Regions from separate parts of the Mus musculus genome. Here regions 1 and 3 are each linked to region 2. The links are chromatin contacts, called in public HiCAR-type and promoter capture Hi-C maps. All regions are on one chromosome and are shown on one strand. Each heading gives the region's core, a stretch centred on a gene start, on an enhancer-like site or on the middle of the called end of the contact. The rest is flanking DNA. Distances are from core to core; before and after follow the strand shown. Region 1 holds the start of Sgcd (sarcoglycan, delta (dystrophin-associated glycoprotein)). Region 2 holds the start of Zfp62 (zinc finger protein 62). Region 3 holds the start of Zfp2 (zinc finger protein 2).

Region 1 (3,593 bases), core at 903-3,402, 1.8 Mb after region 2:
TCTTGGTTCAGCCTCCCAGGACTCACTATGGATTTGATTCTCACTGTGCCTTTCCTACGGGTTAACCTGGAGGAAAGACTCCCGTGCTCTGGTAATGAATGAAGAGTAGCTGCATGGCTGGCTTATTGTTCCAACTTAAACATCGGGGCAGTTTCCTGTGCTTGAGTTGATATGCCCTCTTGAGACAGCAGAAAATAGCGACAGAATTCAGATTTAAAAAAAAAGAAGAAGGGGGGGGTCTAGGTTTTACTCCACCAAAACAACAAAGAAACTTAAGTGATTTATAGCACTGTTGTAAATGTGTCAGTCACCTGGATTTTCCTCAATAAATGGGTAACTACTCCTATAAGGTAGAATTATTAATTTTAATTCACCATTGACAAAAACCAAGGCCCAAAGTATTTAAACAAATTGACTAGAACCTACAGCTGGGACCGCTAGTTAGAGGAGAGAAACAGTTATACTCAGAATTGATTGAAGGCTGCTCACCTGAAAGCTGGGTGGTATAACCTTCCCAGAATACACAACAGTAGAAAGAGCACACATGACAGGGACACAGGGTGCCTTTGCCAGCATCAGCTCTGGCAATAACTGTCTTCGCAACTCCGGATGAATCATCTCATCTCCCTAGGCCTGGGTTTCTCTGTGTAAGATGAAGGTTGGAAACTATTTGTATTGAACAGTCTCTAAGTTCTCTGGCTCTATAATTATTATACCATGACCTCAGATGTATGGGTGTGTCTCACCACATGTGCCTGAATACACACACACACTGGCATGCATGCTTGCAGGAATGCCCACCATGCTTCCCAAGGCAAAAACTTAATTATGCTGAGAAGATTCAACACAATCTGATGCCAAACCCTGAACGCCAGTGAGTTCTAAGATCTACAGCAGCCCACTCAAGAACATATAAATAGTTTTTAAATCTGGTAAGAAAATGGGAAGACAGAAACAAACAAACAAACAAACAAAGAGGGAGGAAAAGAAGGAGGAAAGAAAGAGAAAAATGTTGATGTGTGTGATTTAAATGTTAACACAAAACAAAACAACAAAACTCATACACCAAATGTTTCTCTTTAACCTGTTTTCTGGAACATTAAGTTGAAAACGTTGCTTTGGCTTACCAGATATAGGTAGCTTCCCTTTGGAAGCACATGTGTTTTGAGATTTGTCTCCTTTTTTTATGATAGGAAAGAGAAAATGTCAAAGGTAGACCACAAAACCCAGCAGGAGGTACCCACAACATCTTGAGGGAATGCCACCCAGGAAAGAGAAAATTACAGCTTCACAGATGTAGTATGCATTCTGGTCCCAGGTTCTTTTCTTTTCCTGTCACTTTAACAGAGTTGTCACAGCATGTAAAACGTTACAGCCAGTACCATGTTACCTGCACAGCTTTAGAGCAAAAAGTATCAGAAGTGTCTGAGGAAAATAATTGCATTATTTTTAGTTGCTGCAGAGATAGATGCAGCAGGAATCAGGTGGAGGAGACAACTTGGGAGGACGGAACTGGAAATGCTAAAAATATTGCTTCCCCAGCAACTGAAATTTTAAGCAAAAACTTAGGAAGGGCCAGAGAGGAAGATGGAGTTAGAATTTATATCTCTTCGCTGCAGTCGGTTTGTTATTAAGGTCTGGAAGAGGGAAACACAGGGGGCTTACCCCAGGCAGTGGGGGAATTCCACAATCCACGTGGAACAGGCAAGGTACAAAGAGACAATGTTGAACTGGGGGTCGGGGGAGGGAGGGATGGCATGTCTACTGCATCTAGTACCCAGAGCAAAGTTTGTGTACAGAATGTCTGGGAAATCCAGTTTCTAGAAGCAGCCTTCTTTCTGTGAGTGTGAACCCAGCCGACAGACGCCATGAGCGCTCTTGCAAGGAAAGCTAGGCTGTGTTTGACACACGTGTTTCCCATTGATATCTGGAGACAGCCCAGTAGCTGGGAGTCAGCTTGACAAAACCGGATCGAAGTAGAGGCAGAGTAGGGTTTCAAAGCAGGCAGTGAGAGAGCGGGAATGCTGTTCAGGAAATTCTTCAGGCATGGGCAGGGACTTGGCTGCAGTTGTGCGGCTGGAAAATCTGACTGGGGCAGCTCCTGAGCGCAGGCAGGGCCTGCTCACGGGGGCGGGCTGAGTGGCCGCCTCCATCAGAGCCTCTCAGCTTTCCCCGGGACCACGGGGGACTCTCATCCGCCACTCTGTGAAACAGACAAGAGAGGTAGGGGACCGTGCAGCTCTTGCCTTACCAGCCTAGCTTCCTGAGCCCTGTCTGCTGTTCGTTCACCAACACTGGGGGATTCAGGGGTGGGGAGAGGCCGCGTGTGTACGTGTGAATGAACACATTTCAGCTCATCACCTGGGCAGAGGGACTGGGTGCTTCTAAGCTTTGTCTGCCCGCAAAGGGCCCTTAAGATCTGAGTTTCAACAGCACCCAGGCACTTTTGAAAGTTAGCACTGCACAGCTAACAGCACTGGGGAAGGAAAAGTGTGTGGATTCCTGTGTTGACACCCTCTTCCAGCGCTCTGGAAGTTTCCCTTTCTGCTTCACGGGACACTCGTTTGACTGCAAAGATAATCTCCCATGAAGACATTCCGGTTTTGAATGCTTCAGGGATTTTTAAAGGGGGTGTTCCAAGCAGGAAACCGTTCTCTGCTTTTGGAGGGAATCAGAGTTGGAAGTTTTTATTTTGGAATACACTTTTTTTTTTTTTTTTTTTTGTAGGAACAGATGTGTGTAAGGCTTCCTGGTGTTTAATTTTCGAATGTGTCTTTGACTTTCTTATGTGAGGTTTGAGTAGCAGTAATATATTTGTGTAGAAATATGCTGGATTGTTATTCTGCCTTTTACTTGGTGGAAGAAATAACCTGTAGTTTAGTAAATGTTTCTATATTTTATAACAGATAATAGAGCAATAGCATAAAACAGTCATTTATTTTTGAAAAATCATTGTTAAGAATAGAGGCAAATAGTGTGAATGTTCTATCGATTGCTCCGTTTTATTTTTCCCTAAAACCAGTGCATTAAAAATGTTGACTAGTTTTTAGCAGAAGAGAATCTTGCCTTTCCTCTTCAATTTTTGTTCTTTCTCATATATGTACACTATATTGTAATACATATACACTATATTGTAATACATATAATAAATAGCCTTCCTGGGACTACTACATTGCTCCTTTCTGTGTATGTATTTAGAAGACAAGCCATGCAGTGTTACTATCTTTAAGAGCTTAGCTCAGCTCAGACAAGTTTGGACTAAAGCTCATCCATCCAGTTTTAGGGCTAACTTGGTGATCAGTCCATAGCAAGTCCAGAGGAGACTTGGGCAAGAGCCTGCCTAGGGAAAACAGAGGAAAGTCCTTGAATACTAGGTCATTAGCACAGAGCCACTAGACCTTATGGTTGCTTCTCTTAGAAGACGGGGTGAGTTTAAGTCCGGGTCCAAGAGGCTATTGTTAGTACTGAATGGAGAGGGGTAGATGTTGAGATGTCTCACTTTCTCCAATCCTGGACCTAAGAGGAGTAAAGCAGAAGTCCATGCTGGGGATAGACTTTTCAGACTAGCAGCTGGTACTTTGCTCATAGTTTTG
Region 2 (3,222 bases), core at 327-2,826:
TAGTGTAGCCCATTTAACTGAATGCAAAACAACAAAAAATACCTTATTAACCTCAGTCCCTCTTAATTTCAAAATCCTTATCCTAATACAGAATCATTCCACATAATACCATTTGGCAAAAAACACTAGAAACAACTCAAAGATTATCAACTGCAGTCTAGAGATTTATCTAAAGCATCCTTTAAAATGGCCAATCTGCTACATGTTTGTAAAACAAACAACCCACCCGTTTCCGTATGAGTTCTGTAAAACAGATTCAGTAAAAGAAACAGAGAAGCAGGACTTATTATGCTACCACCTGTCTGAATAAAAGAGGAACGACTTATATATTTGCTAGTATTTAAATGAAGAAGTCCTTAAAGTCTACTCAACATCTTAACAAAAGTGTTTACCTTTTAAGGTAGGGCCCAGAACAACCTTTGAGAACAGTAAAAGAAAATCTTGTTTTCATATTTTGCATTAAATTTTTGTTTTTTAAAAATCTTTGTATTTTAATGCCTTGGACACGTGAGCATTACGTATTCAAACACACACACACACACACACACACACACACACCCCAGACAAAAGCGCACACACACACACACACACACACACACACCCCAGACAGACAAAAGCTTCAGGCGTACACAAACGGTCTTGGCCATCTAGACTAACCATCTTAAGATAACACACTAGCCGCGGCTCTCTCCACCTGACCTTTCTTTCTTTCACACCGCTGCCCCAGGACTTCCCCAAGCGATCACTTGGGTTCAAGTGCCTTCGCTGGCTTTTCCCTAGGCCAACACTTTCTCAGTTTGCGGTGGGGTGGGGGTGGGGTAGGGCAGATGGCGGCCTCCGGTTGCACCCACTGCTCTACAGATGAGTTTCTCCTAGGAGAGGGCCAGGAAGTGGAGAACGGTCTGCTTCCAGAGCCGCAAGTGTCTCTCAACACCTCTCCCCCACCAAAATGACGGGAAGAGGTGACCGAATCAGGTCATCTCCAAGTCTCAGAAACAAACTTAACCGCAATCAGGGCAAATTTTTAGGCGCTAATAATCGGGATTCTCCTCTTTCTAAGCCCGAAACGGCCATGACAGTCAAGGAACACCGGGGCGGACTCTGGCCCTTCCTCGGCCCAGGGCCTGCTCCGATGGCAGCCTGCCCGCGCGCCGGGCCCGAACCAGGGCTCTTCCTTCCCCTTCACTCCTAGAGGACGCTCCCCAGGGCGTGTGGAAAGTCACGCTCTCCCTCCCCCACTAGGACCCGCCCGGGACCGGAGGGCAGAGAAGGGAAGGGCGTGGCGGGCCGGGGAGAGGCGGGAGCGTCGGCAGCCCGGGACTCACGTACTGGCTGTGGCGGCACCGCGGGAGCCCGGCCGCCGGCGGGACAAAAGCGCGGACTGCCTGGCCGGAAAGACCCGAGCCGCAGGGGCACTTCCGAGGCCGCTCTGGGAAGCTGGAGGACTGACTCGATGGTCGGGCTCTGATCGCGCACGTGACCCGCAGTTTGTGGGTGCTCTGCTGGCCTCCTAATCCCGGCTGGTCTGCCCGGAGAGGAAGGGGGTTCTAGTTGTCTTGGACTTTTATTGCAATTCCGGGGTGCATTGGGGGCGGGTATAATCAAGTGGTGTGGTAAAATAGATACTTCACTTCCTGCTTGTGAAGCTGAGCTCATAGTTAACAAGCGAGGCTGGGGAGAGTCTTAGGAGGGAGGGCTGGGCTCCTGGGAGAAAGCGGAATATGGGGGTCCCATACCCCTTATTTCTAAAAGACCCTCCTCTCCCAAAGCCAAGACCCTCAACAAAGCTCAAATTTCCAGGAAGCCTGCTATTCGGAGACTGCAGAAGAAAAGTAACTGTCTCTCTCCCGGATACCAGCAGCTTCGTGTTTGTTTTCCAATGAGGACAAGCGACAGAGGTGAATATTTACTTACCAAAGCAGACCTGGCTCCATGTTGGGAACAGCATCTGTCCCAACCAGGCATACCCTGATCTCAACTTCCCAGCCCAGGGGCTGAGCTGCCCTTTCCCCCAGAGGTTCCTCCCTATATAATCTAGAAGTTTTGGTCACTCTTGCTTGCTCTTTTTCTCTTCCTTTATCTGAGTGCACCCCCCCCCCCCCCATGGGGACTTTCCTGGCCTCAGTCCTCGGAGCTAGTGAACTCGCCCACAGGAGAGCAGCTTCTCCGTAAACCTGCCTTTAATCTAATCTAACTTGAATTGGCTCCTTTCCGTGGTGGCAGAGAAATAACCTATCACAGCTACCTTCCCCGTTCTGCCTCTAACAAAATCCCCCTCACCCTCCCCCACCCGTAACTACAAAACTCCAGTTTAAAGCCTGTAATCTGCACCAGTCTACTCCTGTTTTTTATATCTTTGTAGGCAAGCCCTAACTCACCTTAATGACTTGGAAATGTAGAAGGAATGGCAATTTGAGTGTAGTAGTATCTCGACTGCATTTGGGCACTAAGGTCTATGCATCTCTAAGGTGGTCAGGGCAAGTGGAAAGTCTGCGGTAATGTCCAGCAGAGTAGGAAAACAGTGAAGCCCAAGATGGAGCAGGGTCCTAGGTCCTTGTCAGGCCAGCAAGCAGCAAGTTATGGAGAAGAACATGGACAAGTTAGGGGTTGTTGGGGGATTCTTCTACAACCCAAACAGTAGCTGAGACACAGCTACAAGTGCTTCAAATGTGACCAGTGCCACTGAAGACCAAGTGTCTAATTACATTTCATTGAAATAGCCACATGAGTGCTAGGATCCCACTTACTGGATAGCACAACTCTGGGAAGAGCTTTGGGCACTTCTTTGAGGCCTCTAGAAGAGTCCATAGTCTAAATTAAAGGCTATCACATTAGGCTGGCCTGCTCACATTCCAAGATTTTGGATTTTTGTTTGTTTGTTTTTCCTTTTAGATAATTAAGTATAAAAATAATTATATCTGGATTGGGACACTTTTATTTAGTAAAGGATAGCAAAGGATCATAAAGCCTAAATAAATCATCTTGATTAGGTAACGTTTATTGTGGACAATGTTTTTATTTTCCACCATGGTTTTTGTTATTCAGGCAATTTTTTTTTTGGCCTTGTATTCACACACACACACACACACACACACACACACACACAGAGAGAGAGAGAGAGAGAGAGAGAGAGACATAGACACAGACAGACACATAGACACAGACACACACACACACAAACACAGACATTCACGTGGACACACAAACACACAGAGACACACA
Region 3 (3,601 bases), core at 724-3,223, 1.7 Mb before region 2:
TAAAGAGCAATAAATTTTTATTCAGTATGTTGGCAATAGGGGTAGCCACTTGCATTAAACAAGAGCTCATCTCTGAATTAAAAAAAAAAAAAGCCAGCTGGAGACTTAAGCCAACAAGGAGAGGGCATAGTGGACACCAAAGAGGAGCTACCTGCTAAAGACAGCTCAGTAGTCCCAGAGCTGTGCACCGCAAAAGCAGTCAAAATGGCGGCAGGCCTCTTCTCACAACCCATACCATGTGAGGTGTCCAAAATGGGGACTCCTGTTAAAATGATGGTACCACCTTGCAGCCATCACGGGAGGTGTTCACAGTGGTGCACGCCTTTCCTGCCTCAGCAGCCTCAGCAGGAGCTGGCCCTCAAGAACTGTTCAACATGGCTACACCTTTCCTACTTCTGCCTACTGCCTTCATGAAGAGCTGTCCACGGTGGCAACACCTTCTTTGCTGCCTCAGCCCACAGCCTTGGTCAAACACCACTGCAGGAGATGTCCATAATGCCAGCACCTCCTCTCCAACCTACAGAGACGGTGCCTCAGTCAAAACCACCAGCGGCTGGGAAAAACATCTAACCCATGGGCCTGATGCAGGGAAAGGGGGGGTGAAAAAAGCCGCCAATTCCTGAGCTTCCCCCCCCCCACACACACACAGACACACAGACAAAACATCAATCCTTGAGCAGAAAATCCACTAATCCCTGAGCTCCCCAAATTCAGGACTTGAAATCCCACCAATCATCACTCTGGAAATCTCTGCCCTGGAAAGCCCCGCCCCCTAAGAGATCCTATATAAGCACTGCCACTTTGTCTAATTCCCTGTTGTCTGTTCCCTAGGATAGAGAGCAGCCATCCCTGGATTCATCCCTTCACACCCTGGTCCATCCAATAAATCTCTTTCATGAGATTCTTATGCCTGGTCAGAAGTGAAGAAGAAAAGAAGCAATGAAGAGAAGAAACGATGAGAAGGAGAGGGACTGAGGCTCCTGAGCTCCGCTGAGGACGCCATGCCCTGGTAGCTGCATCGCCTCTGCTGAGGAGGCTTCCTCTTAGAGCTATCTAGTTCCTCAGCTCCCATGTCTCAGGGTGCCCTTCTTTTGGGACATTGTCCCACCTCAGAGCTGTGTGGTTCCTGAGCTTCCGAGTCCCAGGAGATCCTCCCATCAGAGCAGAAACACAATGTCAAAGACCTAAGACGGAAGGTGTGGGATAAAAGCGGAAGGTGTGGGATAAAAGGAATTTGGGCACGCACGTTTGGCTAATAGGATTTTTGAGCCTCGTCAAAAAGTGGCCTCCAGATGCCCGTCCGACATTTGGTTCGGAACATAGTCTTTGTTGCATGGAATAGAAGTTTTACAGGCTGAAGCGAGGGGGAAAGGACCAAAAGTATAGAAGAAGGACTAGTTGGGAAGGATGGAGGTCAGTGAAAGAAGGGCACATGAATGAGGGTCGCTGGGGGTGAATGTGATCACAGTGCACTGTATTCAAGTATCATGATGTCAGATTTTAAAGAAAAAACGTTAAAAAACAAGCGGCCAGACAAGAACCCAATATTACAGTTTGTAACCTATCTTTCTATCCTAAGATAGGATGGAAATTATCCTAAGATATTCTCCAAGTTCCAAAGCCGTGGATGCAGCCGAAACTACCTTAGCACCCACGAGTTTCACTCACAGAGGTGGCTGGTTTTCCACAGTAACAATTCACCCAGCCAGTGCATCATTTACTACCTGGTCACAGAGCGCCGTGAAGTATCTACATTACATTAGTAGCTTACCTCTCATCCTAACCTCATGCAAGGGGGTGTCCAAGGTTCTCTTAATTTAGGAAAGGAAAAGGTTCTAGAACCAGTTTCTTTAAGAAAATAAGCTTAAGGTGGCAAACCTTGCCTGAGCACTAGGGGAGCAATCGCTGGCCCGCAGCCCTGCGGTTGCGCCTGCGCAACTGGAAGCCCTGTCGAGGGCTCATGGTCTTGTGGGAAATGTAGTCCCGCGCGCCCAGTGCGGCTGCCTGTGCCGCCAGCCTCTGGCTTCTTCAGTGACTGTGGTGAGTGCGCTTCCTCGGGCGGGTGGTCCACGGGCGGGGAGGCGGAGGCGTTCCCACTGGGAGCCCGGGGCTCTGGTGCCAAAAGAGCAGAGCCGGCCAGACAGAAAGGTGATCCTTCGTCCGCAAGGAGCACGAAGTCGCAGGTGCGCAGCTCACGCGCGCGCCAGGCCGCAGGACACCCTAACCGAGACCCCCCAGCTCGGTATCCCCCCGTACCCCGGGGTCATTCGCGCCCGACTGCTCTCCAGCTCTACCTGGCCGAGCAGCTCTGGTTCGGTATGCACTATGAATGCGTGGTAGACCCGCTCTCTGAAGCTTGGCAGGGCACGGGACCACAGTCCGGGGCTCTGGCCATTGTGTGCACCGCTGCTGGGGACCCGCCCTCTGCCTGCGAAGGAGGAGCTTGTAAAATGAGTCCTGAATAAGCAAGAACGTGCCCACCCTTTCTTTAAGTTCATTATTGGTCAACTAGAAAAATGTACGAGCGAAATCATTCGAAATTTGTCCTAAAGTCCATGTATTGTGTTATATGTATAAATAGAAACCTTTTGCTTCCAAAAAAAAAAAAAAAGATGTTAGTGCCTTTCCTCCATTCACCTTTAAAAATGGAGTTACAAAAGGCATTTTGTAAGATGCTTGAAGTGCATCTAAACCACCACCCAATGGAGATGAGAATAGCCTTAAGACACTAATTTTTAAGAGCAGTTAAAGCTGTCATTTTCACGAATGGTTCCCTTTGGACTTTTGGGCTTTTTTGTTTTTGTTGTGTTTTGTTTTTATTTTAATATTGGACATGGTACAGTTATGTCATTCTTTGTATTGCCTCTTTCCACAAAACCTTGTAGTGAAATTTCTAGGTCAACGTTATAATTAGACCTTTGGGCATCTCCTGTCTTATTCTTTCCAGAAAAGTAGCAGTTTCTAAAGATGGTTGCGGTGTTAAGAGTGACTGACGCCCCACATCAACTGGAAGTGCTGCTAGTAGCCTCTTAAGCTTTGGAGAGGTGCAAGCTAGGTGTGGTAGTGTGTGCCTTGAATCCCACAGAGGCAGGGGGATGAGTTTGAGGCCACCTGCTCCACAGAGTCTGGGCCAGCCAAGGCTACTTAGTGAGAAGACCCTCCTTCAAATAATATCCTTATGCTAAACTCCAGCCCATTTTATTCCTAACTTTTGCATCTGTTGTACAAACAGATGAATCTACAGAAAAGTTGCATATTGCTATAGTCATATAAACCTACATTTCACTTGTATGTATCTATGGCTGCATGTATGCATGGGTACAGGTGCACATATAGCCACATTCAGGTGAAGACCTGAGGTCAGGGCCGAGAAGCATCCTCCATCTTCCTCCAAGCCCTCGGGCATTTCATCCTCCTGCTTGCTTTCTGGTCCTCATGCTTGCCCAGTGCTGAGCCATTCCCCAGGGCCAGCTCCCTCCTCCTCCACCTCCACCATGTTTACCATAATTAGAGAGGCCTTCTGTTTCACTGCATCACAAAGATGTTCATTTATACTTTCTAGTAGAACTCTCATTCTGTTTTTGCATCTCTATTCTTTTCC

Evidence for each region. Promoter capture Hi-C pulls out the DNA fragments that hold promoters and counts their contacts. HiCAR-type assays count read pairs that join an accessible place to other places.
Region 1: a contact with region 2 is called in a promoter capture Hi-C map of second pharyngeal arch cranial neural crest. The contact joins the promoter of Sgcd here to the promoter of Zfp62 in region 2. A contact is called at or near these places in 4 of 39 promoter capture datasets (the 3T3-L1 cell line, cranial neural crest, hippocampal neurons and 1 more).
Region 3: a contact with region 2 is called in a HiCAR-type map of astrocytes, with 2.8 times the contacts expected there. The contact joins the promoter of Zfp2 here to the promoter of Zfp62 in region 2. A contact is called at or near these places in 1 of 39 promoter capture datasets (liver) and 1 of 115 datasets of contacts at active chromatin or transcription factors (astrocytes).

The regions. Positions count from the first base shown.
Region 1 is chr11:47,377,884-47,381,476 of GRCm38.p6, reverse strand. Sgcd (sarcoglycan, delta (dystrophin-associated glycoprotein)) reads left to right here and starts at 2,152. Exons shown (of 8, transcript NM_011891.5): 1 at 2,152-2,223.
Region 2 is chr11:49,201,646-49,204,867 of GRCm38.p6, reverse strand. It overlaps Zfp62 (zinc finger protein 62), which reads right to left and starts at 1,576. Exons shown (of 4, transcript NM_009562.3): 1 at 1,330-1,576.
Region 3 is chr11:50,914,548-50,918,148 of GRCm38.p6, reverse strand. Zfp2 (zinc finger protein 2) reads left to right here and starts at 1,973. Exons shown (of 6, transcript NM_001044698.2): 1 at 1,973-2,040.